Linked DNA regions of Ovis aries: region 1 is linked to region 2. Evidence: chromatin contacts called from public Hi-C data. All regions are on one chromosome and are shown on one strand. The core of a region is the stretch at or near the end of the contact, and the rest is flanking DNA. Distances in the headings are between cores, read along the strand shown. Region 1 holds the start of LOC101119975 (tubulin alpha-1A chain). Region 2 overlaps LOC105614728 (tubulin alpha-1C chain).

Region 1 (4,767 bases), core at 244-2,743, 43 kb after region 2:
TCCCACGCCCAAGCACTGCCTGCCAGCCCAGCAGGAATGAATGGATTCTGCAGAGCACTATAAATGGTGCTGCCGACCCTGAAAATCTCTTGCTAAAAGCCAAAAGGAAAAATTATCTGCCAAAATGCATATTTTCAACTTCAGGGGCCACAGCAAACCTCTTTACCTCTGAAATTTCATTAGCAACGTCAAATGGTACCCAGTCCAGAGGCATATTCTGCACTGTACATCCTTGTTGATAATGGAAGCTTTCTGAGTAGCAAAAGAATGTTACTGCACTCCACTTCCTTAAGCAAAGCCTTTTGTCCCAAGAGGCAGTTGAGCAACCACCAGTGTCTCTGACTGAATAGCAGCTGTATGAGGCTGGCTACAATTCCCACAGTTTGAAGCCCAATCTTAGAGGAGGAGAATTTACTGAATTCACATAAGATTTACATTAAAAAAAAATGCAGTTATTGAGGTGACATCTACACAGTTGTCTACGGAAGGAGACAATATTACAAAATAGTCTTCTTTTTCACACTATACAACTCTCTTCCTTTCTAATGTGGTATCCCAGTAATTTTCTCTTTCCAGAAGAGAGAACAATGCAGAATATAACTGCATGCACAGGTAGTACTAGCGTCTAAACTCAATTCTCTCTCCTTGTATTTTCTCAATTCTATATTAGAAAAGATGATCATTTTAAGCAACAATACACGACATAAAATATATTAACATAGACTTCTGGAATATTTCCAGTAGAGTAAGTATGGTGTGTTCATTAGATCTGAATTATCTTCATGTTAGAACTACTTGTGTGCTTCCATAGATTGATTGTTCTTTTCATCTAGTGTTTTTGTTTAGCTTTTAGGGAGAGGGTGGCAAAAGAAGGTCTGAAAAAAAATTACTTGAACCTGAGAAACCATTTTGGATGGTTATTGAATAATTTTTTAATTAAAAAAACAAAACAAAACAAAACACATTTACCCAAGCCATTTTAAGCATCATTCCCATCTTCTCTTCTACTTTATTTTTAAAGCACTAGAGATACTGAATCTTCACCAAATGTGGGTTTAGCACACTCTGAGGGAGAAGCTGAAAGTAATTTTCTATTAAAATATTTCATCTCAAATTCTGCGATTAAATGCTGGGAGGAAAACCTTTACATTGATGATTTTAACAGCAGTTTGAGGTTTAAACAATATAAAGTCACCCAACTCCAGTTCTCTTTCCCTCCCTCCCCCCACCCCTTCCCAACCCCACCCCGTAATGGATGCTCGGCTGACTGTTTTTGCTCGGTCTCTTTGTCTGAAGGATGCAAGCAGTCTATGGATGCTAGGGGAAAAGGGGTGGGGGAGAGATTACCTCATCCCATGTCGCATGCACCAATCACCACTCTTCTGTCGCGGCTCCTCTGGGCAGATTGAGGGGTCTGGACCAACAGGAAAAGGCCCCAGCCCATCCCCATGGTGACCGAGTTGTATATAGGGAGCCTCAGACGCCCATGTGCCGCAGGTTCTCTTACATCGACCGCCTAAGAGTCGCGCTGTAAGAAGTAACAACCTCTTCTCCTCTCCGCCATCTGCTCGGCAGCCGCAAAACAGCAACTATGGTAAGAGTGTCTCCTCCGGCTCTTTGTGACGCTGGGTGGGGTCAGCCTCCCCAGGGTCTCCTTGGAAAATCTTAAAACCTTTGTCCTTTACAACTCGATGGGTAAGAGTAGCTTTACATTTTATTTGCGAGTTTTGGCTTTGTCTGCGGCCGGACTCCCCGCCGCAGTGCGGGGTGCAGGAGCCCCACCACGACTGAGTCCAGGGCGCGGCTGAGCAGTGAGGGGGAACAAAGGCGGCGCCTAGGGAGGTTTTGTTACCCAAGTCCCTGGCAGCCGCGTGCAGCAGCCCATCTGTCGGTCAAGAAAGGGGCTGGGGCAGGCAGGGCGGTCTTGGCGTCGCCTGCTCGGCCCCCGTGTGCGCACGATAGTCGTGTGACTCGGAGAAGCCCTTCCTCGCGTTGTTCCCCAGGGACAGGGAGAGGATTCGTCGACCGAAAAGACGGGGGTCGGTGGGTGTAGCTGGGAAGAAGACTCGGGGAGAGAAGGAAAGGGACAAAGCGGAGCCTGAGGTTAGTATTAAAAAAAAAGGATCCCTCGCCAGTTCGTTGGTGTTTTAGAAAGACACCCATGTATTAACAGGCAAAATGGTTAGTTTCTGTGGCGGCCGGCGTCGAGGCGGCGCAGGGGCGGAGTTGTTTGTTTCTGCTTCTCTCGCCTTGGAGCCGCTGGGAGGGGTTCGTCCTCACTAAGCCTCCTCTGTCAGAAAGACTTTTAACAAGCCTTTCATCTTTACAGAACCGTAGGCGTTAAAAGGTTTTTCATTCACTGTCAAAACTTAGATTTTTTTTTTTTTTGAGGAGCAAAGTCACAGTTCACATGACAAGCCCTTTAACGTCTGGTCTGGGGCCGCCCCGCCCTGGCTGACTCCTGTGTGTCTGTCTTGATCGCATGTTCAGCGAGAGAAAAAGCCGATTTTGTGAGCCAGGGTGCTCTAATGCAGAGGACCCAGGGAAACGCCCTTCCCCGCCCCCAGCCCCCGTTTGTCAGTGACTAGACAATGGACAGACAAAGGAAGTTGTAACCGTAAAGGCTACGGAGGGGACACTCTACTGAATGTAATGAGCATGAGTATTCTGTGGTGGGTACGAAATTTCAGAATGAAAACATTATTTTGTTGTTTTATATAAATATTTAATTATTTCACTGGGCTTTAAGCTTGGTAGCTTTTCATGTTCTATTTATTTCTAGTTTAGGAACTGTTGTTTTAAAGATACTAATACTTTTTCAGTTTTTTGCAGAGGAGAAGATTCTGGGAAAACTTTTTTAAATAATGAAAATGCTGCAGACAAAGAAGACTTATACTTTGTGTAGCTGTCTTTTGTTCTAGTGCATCTTCATGAATTCATTTCAGTTTAGGCATATGGTCCCAGGCTGGGTCAGAAGAGGAAAACTGGCAGATAGCACAATGAGATCATGTAGGCAGTTGCTGGAAATAGAGCTTGCTCTGTTAAATAATGTAGCAGACAGTACAGGCTGGCACCAGGCACAGCAAATGCAGCAGTGCAGGAGACAGTCCTTGTTTAGCTTCTACCCCCTAATACTGATGGATTCTGCAGACAGACTGCAGAAGGGTGTGGCTTCTAGCCTCAGCTGCAGTACAGATGTCCATATTGAAATACCAAGTCCTATCAAAAAAATGTTCATCTTTAAAGGTGAAGGAGGCAGTAATAATGATTGCAATTAACTAGTGATTGAAATTACTTCATTTTACAAAAATTTTGTGCTTGACTATTTTTTAAATATGAAAAATCTTCTATTCAAGTATGGCTGTTGGAACAATCGGCTTGCACCATGTGCTTAACAGTGCAGCCTTATCCAGACCACACCCATCTGCAGCATTTGTAGCAAGTGCTTTTCTTTAACTGTTTCTATTATGTTAGGAATATGACCTCAAATAAATTCAAAGAATACTTGTATATTACTAGAAATCATTTTGGAAATTTATTGAAAATTGAAAATGCTAATATAACTAATTTTACAATTTTTCTCTTTTCCTTCCCACAGCGTGAGTGCATCTCCATCCACGTTGGCCAGGCTGGTGTCCAGATCGGCAATGCCTGCTGGGAGCTCTACTGCCTGGAACACGGCATTCAGCCCGATGGCCAGATGCCAAGTGACAAGACGATTGGGGGAGGAGACGACTCCTTCAATACCTTCTTCAGTGAGACAGGCGCTGGCAAGCATGTGCCCAGGGCAGTGTTTGTAGACCTGGAACCCACAGTCATTGGTGAGTTGACCTCAGTAGCTTCAATGAGAATCCTGAGGGTCTGTGACAGGAGGTGTGTCCTGTGGGCTCCACTGATACCCTGGGGTGGAGCTTGTATGGGTCATTGATGGGTGGCTGCTTCGTTTTCCTCTTCCAGATGAGGTTCGCACTGGCACCTACCGCCAGCTCTTCCACCCTGAACAGCTCATCACAGGCAAAGAAGATGCTGCCAACAACTATGCTCGAGGTCACTACACCATTGGCAAGGAGATCATTGACCTCGTCTTGGACCGAATTCGGAAACTGGTATGTGTATTCTCAAGAATAAAGTAAATTAATGAACCTAAGAGAGATATTTATAAAGTTCAATTAAAATATGGCCTATTTGATGTCATTTGATAAATATTCATGAAGATATTTTTAATAAAGAAATGCTGAGTAATTTAAGGAAGGTCTACATTTTAAAAGTTTCTGTCAAAATGCAATCTCATTCTTTGGAATTAATATGAAAAGTGAAAATCTTTACTATGATGACATCACAAAGAGCAATAACTATGTTTTTCCTGTTCCTCTTTTAACAGGCTGACCAGTGCACAGGTCTTCAGGGCTTCTTGGTTTTCCACAGCTTTGGTGGGGGAACTGGTTCTGGGTTCACCTCCCTGCTGATGGAACGCCTCTCTGTCGACTATGGCAAGAAGTCCAAGCTGGAGTTCTCCATTTACCCAGCCCCCCAGGTTTCCACAGCTGTCGTTGAGCCCTACAACTCCATCCTCACCACCCACACCACCCTGGAGCACTCTGATTGTGCCTTCATGGTAGATAATGAGGCCATCTATGACATCTGCCGTAGAAACCTCGATATTGAGCGCCCGACATATACTAACCTGAATAGGTTGATAGGTCAAATTGTGTCCTCCATCACTGCTTCCCTGAGGTTTGATGGCGCCCTGAATGTGGATCTGACAGA
Region 2 (4,731 bases), core at 1,565-4,064:
TACTTCATCTTTTTCAGGAAACCCATTATGAGCTCATTCCAGAAAACAAAAACTCATTTTTGTTAGAATGTTATTATCAAGCTCTGGAGGGTGAGGACTATGATTGATAACACTTTCCTATTACAAATGTTTCCTATCAGTGACACCATATTTTTCCAGATGGGTGGGCCAATTGTATTTCTGCTCTAAATCCTGCTTTCTTCCAGTTCCCCAGGAGTTTTCTGATTGTAGCCTTTAACAAAGTTCCCAGCAATGGTAAATTGAGGTTTGTTTTGGAGTATGTATATAAATGTGTTTGCAAATAGGTTTAGATCCTGGTGTGGAAAAAACCTGCAGTCTCCTAAATAGAAAAATCATCAAGTAAATCAGAACTGACTTAAGAGTTTGGAAATGGTAGTGTGCCTTAGTGACCTTGTATCAAACCATGGCCAAGGCCACATTCCAACACATCCCCACTCCCACATTAATTTAATTTCTGTCACCCTCTTCATCTTTTAAAATTCCTTCCATTCAGCAAAATCAGTTCCATTCAACAGAACAAATACATTGTGACTTGTGCACCTTATACCTCCTCATGTGCACTGATGGAAAATACGGTTTTAGTTTTCAGCGTTGCACCTGAGAACATGGCAGGCTGGGGGCCGGGTAATGAAATGAATTAAGCCTCCTCTTCTCGGGAAGCCCCAGGTTTTCCTAACACCCATATAACATATGCCAGTTCACTTAGGCCGGAGGGCTCCTCAAAACTGAGGCCATTTTCTTGCAGGGTCAATTTGGTCTCTTTTTAGATAAACGGACTGTATTTGACTGTTACCTTGGTGTCAGGGCTTTCTCTGGGCAAAGGGTCGGACGTTCACCTGCAGCCCGTCTCCTCCTTCCCCGGCAAGCTCCTTGCAGCGTCGCGGCGCTTCCAGCAGATGGCGCCGCAGCTGAATTTTCGCGACCCGCTCTCTAAACCAGGAGAAGCTTCTGGAATAAACAGGAAGGGGAATTTGTTTTTTAAAGCATTGTTTCAACATATATTGTCTTCTTTGTTGAGTCAGAAGCTTTTTTTATTTGACTTATATTGAAATGCATTTGAGATGTTTAAAAAAAATCAGCGATGACGCAATACCAAATACGGGGTTTGGGGGCGGGGGGTTGTTTTGTTTTCTTAAGAATTTCCACTCTCACAAATGATTCAGGAAGGAAGCTCTCAAGTAGCATAAACTGTCACAAGAGCACAGTGGTTCAGAAACGCTAGCAAGGTGTGCTAGGTGAAGAAAGGCAGCCTCAAATAGACCAACAAGGAGGGGCAAGGGAGAGCCTCGCTGGGCCGCAGCGGAAGTGACCTTAGAGGCGGGCGGGGCGGTGGCCGTGGAAAACAGCGCCGCCTGCTGGTCGAAAGAGAAAAAGCTCGGATCTTGCAAGAGGCTGCGGCGTGGCTCCCTGGACACTTACTCCCCACAGACATTTACAGTCAAGATGCTGCACGTTATGCCCCTTCCCCAACAAAGCTGAATGTAATGGGCACAACCGGATAAGTCTTTCTGTAGAGAAGAGAAATCTTAGAGGCCCGTTGTGGTTTGGGAACACAGTGTTTCAAAGACCTTCACTGTTGTTAACACTTCCTAAAGCCAAAAATGGTGGATTTTATTATTATGGTATAATTGTTATTTAAAGCAATTCATAAAGGAGAGTGAAAAATAGAACCCTATAGGTGCTCTCTTTCATTTATCCCACCCTGCTTTATTTACAAAATAATAAAAGAGGTGATCAGAAGCAAATTGGAAAAAAACGGGCAGAAGGTTGAATTTCAAGGTGATTGTGCTTATCATTTCTCATTATGGCCCCTCATTTTTATTCCAGGGTTGTTGCAGTTTCATTTCTAGAGTCCCTCCTCCTCTCCCCACTTCCTTTTTCTCTTCACTCATTTGACAGGAGCCTCCGCAGTCATCGGCCTAGAATACGTCATCGTCATCCACTGGGAGAAAAGTGTGGTACCACCTTTCTCCCCCTATGGCTGAAGCCGGCGGATAGAAGATGACGGTTGCGTTTCTGCTCCTGACCCAGCGCGATTGTTGGGAACTGTTAACCTGCAAGATGATGCCAAAGCGCAGCCTCCTTCCTTTTATGCTGTATAGAGTTTTAGGTTGCCCTTCATTAAGCTGATGCTTTCCCCTACAGAGCCCTGTCCTTCACTTTGCCCAGACGGTGTGCTAATAACCTTCTCCTCCCTTCTACTTGCAGAGATTCAGTGCATTAAGCCTAAGAGTTGTACACCCCTCTATGTCTTCTTTTAAGGGAGTGAAGACCCATAGGTGGACAATTTTATTTAGATTAGTCATGCTGTTTATCAGATCGATGTTCTCTTGACATGAAAATTTCCATCTCCCATCAAGGCATAGCTGCAGGCATTTATTATAGGCTCTGGTTCAAAGCAGGCCCTCTCTTTTGAGCATTAGCACCAGAAATTAGGAACCTGACTGAAGGAGAAGCTTCATGAGGGTCCAGAAAGAAGGAAAGCTGGGCCCCCAAGTCCTGTTTATGACTACTGTAGCCTTCACAATCTGGATCCAACCAAAGGAACACTGAGAGCACAGTGTCTGGAGTACAAAGAAGAGTAATGGATATACAGTAACTTGACTGAGTCAGGGACAGGGTCCAAGACATGCCTGACGATTGTTTATCTGCAGAGAAACAGAAATAAAGGAGGAGCTGTCTCCCTCAGTGTTACAAAAGTGTCCTTGGGGAGAGGACGCAGGAACAGGGCAGCTGATAACATTAACACCGCGTGGGCACACACTTCCCCATCCCCAGGACTGCTGAACCATGCGTTAGTAAACCAGTCGGCAGGGACACAGCTCTGAGCCTCTCCTGTCACAGTCCTCAGAAGCAGTCGGCTCCGACAAGGCAAAGTGGCTTTTCCGAGGGGGAGGGGTGCCTGCTTTCTCTTTGTTCTTCCTTGGAAAATAGGCTCTCTCTTAAGTCTCATAACCAGCTGCTTTCATCTCTCAGAGGAAGGCGAAAAAATGTTAATTCCCAATAAAAATTTGGACAGCATATTTTTCAGAGCCCTGAACTCTGACTGTGAAATGCAGGGGCAAACTCATTACAATTCTAACACGCTGTAAGTTTTATTCTGGGTTTCTAGGCAAAAATTTCAAAAAGATGCCCCTCCTTATCAAATAAAAATATAAAGAAAGGTCATCTTCAGAAAGGGGTAATAGAGACAGTGCTTTGAATCCTTCTCAACCTAATAATAGATGTCGTGCACTCTATTCTTAATAATTTCTTCCTCACAGGTATGATTTAATGAGCATATTCCTTTGTCTGCTAAGAAATAAGGGCTCTCTGAGAAGTCACACTTTTTTATATTACAAGTGATTTTTTTTCTCATAAGAATGATTTAATATAGCTCCTTTAAAGATAAAGACATTCAGTATTGTCTGACTTATGTGTGGAATTAAGAGAAAGGATGTTTGTTCTTGTATCAGGAATAGGCCTGCCACACCCCAGGCACTCAGAGCATCTTCTCCCTGGACTGATTCTTAAACCAAAGCTACACATGGCTTCCGTGCTTGACAGCTGAGGTGGCCTTTTATATCCAGTTGGAATTTCTGTTTGAAAATGGGCTCTGTTGGTCAGAGGAAGCTTAATGGGCTGAGGGCTAGCCTAATATTTTGGAAATGCTATAGGTTCATTTCCTCCCAAAATAAAGTACCTTCGGTCCCTTCAAGTGGCATCCTCAGGCTCTTTAAGACAATTCCAACTTTTGGGGATTTTATGTACTCACTAAATGTCAGGTATTTTGTCCAGAGTAACAGAATATCTGCACATTTGTATTCAGGAAGCGAGGAAGTGAGAACAACCTCCAGCCAGGGAAGCAGCCCAGTGTAAGTACGTGATCTGATGGCCCAAGTTCTACAGGTAAGCTTCTAAAATGATTCTGAAGCTAGACAAGAAACGAATGAGCAGGTGTTAAAGGATTATATATACCTTTGTAATTAACAGAAAAATTGGATAAAATAGCACTGGACATGTATAGTCATAATACTACCCTGTGTTTAGGTTATTACCTGTTACCCAGAGGGTATATTACAGAATGCCTTTCATCTGACCGATTCAAAGGTCTTTCCAGTGTTAAGCTCATACATTAAGGCATTGCAATTTAACAACTAATAAGCACTTTGGGGGCAAGAGCCATGTCTTGCTTGCACTTCCTTTATGTTTTGCAGTGTGGCCAGCAGGTATTAGACAGTAGGTGCTCAGGGAATTCTATCTTAAAATATATATATACACACACACACACACACACACACACACACACACACACATATATATATATATATATATATATATATATATATGTGCTGTGCTTTAATCCTGAGATTAGGCCTGCCTTTTTTGTCACCCTGAAGAAAATGGCTAGTGGTACTCTGTGGACAGAAAATGCAAGTGGGGATGCTGCAGCTTCTCTGATAATGACCACGGCAGCTGACTTTCCTAGACCAGAAACTGTGTGAATACGTCACACAAATCACCTCATTTAAACCTCACCGCAGCCCAACAGGCTTGGTTTATTATTATTACTATCGCTATTTTACATATGACAAGATATTATTCAAGCCACACAACTAATAGAGAGTCACATCAGGGACTTGAATCTAGAGAGAGATCCAGCTCCAAGGTGCATGCTCTGAAGTACATTCCTGCTCCAGAGTATCTAATAACGACACTTCTAGTTCCATT

What was found. Hi-C and Micro-C count contacts between places; a contact is called where the count stands out from the background.
Region 1: a Hi-C map of hypothalamus shows a contact between it and region 2, with 2.9 times the contacts expected there. The contact joins the promoter of LOC101119975 here to the enhancer-like site in region 2. A contact is called at or near these places in 8 of 16 Hi-C or Micro-C datasets (blood, hypothalamus, muscle and 3 more).

Annotation. Positions count from the first base shown.
Region 1 is chr3:137,067,821-137,072,587 of ARS-UI_Ramb_v3.0, forward strand. LOC101119975 (tubulin alpha-1A chain) reads left to right here and starts at 1,494. Exons shown (of 4, transcript XM_027967377.2): 1 at 1,494-2,103; 2 at 3,599-3,821; 3 at 3,958-4,106; 4 at 4,382-4,767. The coding sequence starts at 3,701. It overlaps LOC105614728 (tubulin alpha-1C chain), which reads right to left and starts at 1,789. Exons shown (of 8, transcript XM_042246769.1): 1 at 1,348-1,789.
Region 2 is chr3:137,023,172-137,027,902 of ARS-UI_Ramb_v3.0, forward strand. It overlaps LOC105614728 (tubulin alpha-1C chain), which reads right to left. Exons shown (of 8, transcript XM_042246769.1): 4 at 815-969. It overlaps LOC114113988 (a long non-coding RNA gene), which reads left to right. Exons shown (of 4, transcript XR_009600228.1): 3 at 1-3,909. Among named protein-coding and RNA genes, the nearest start is that of PRPH, 80 kb to the left of the region's middle. Within about 2 kb of position 2,815, at least 38 of the 54 cell types and tissues checked have an H3K27ac peak or open chromatin away from gene starts, as enhancers often do. A contact at or near this core is called in hypothalamus, where this site is marked.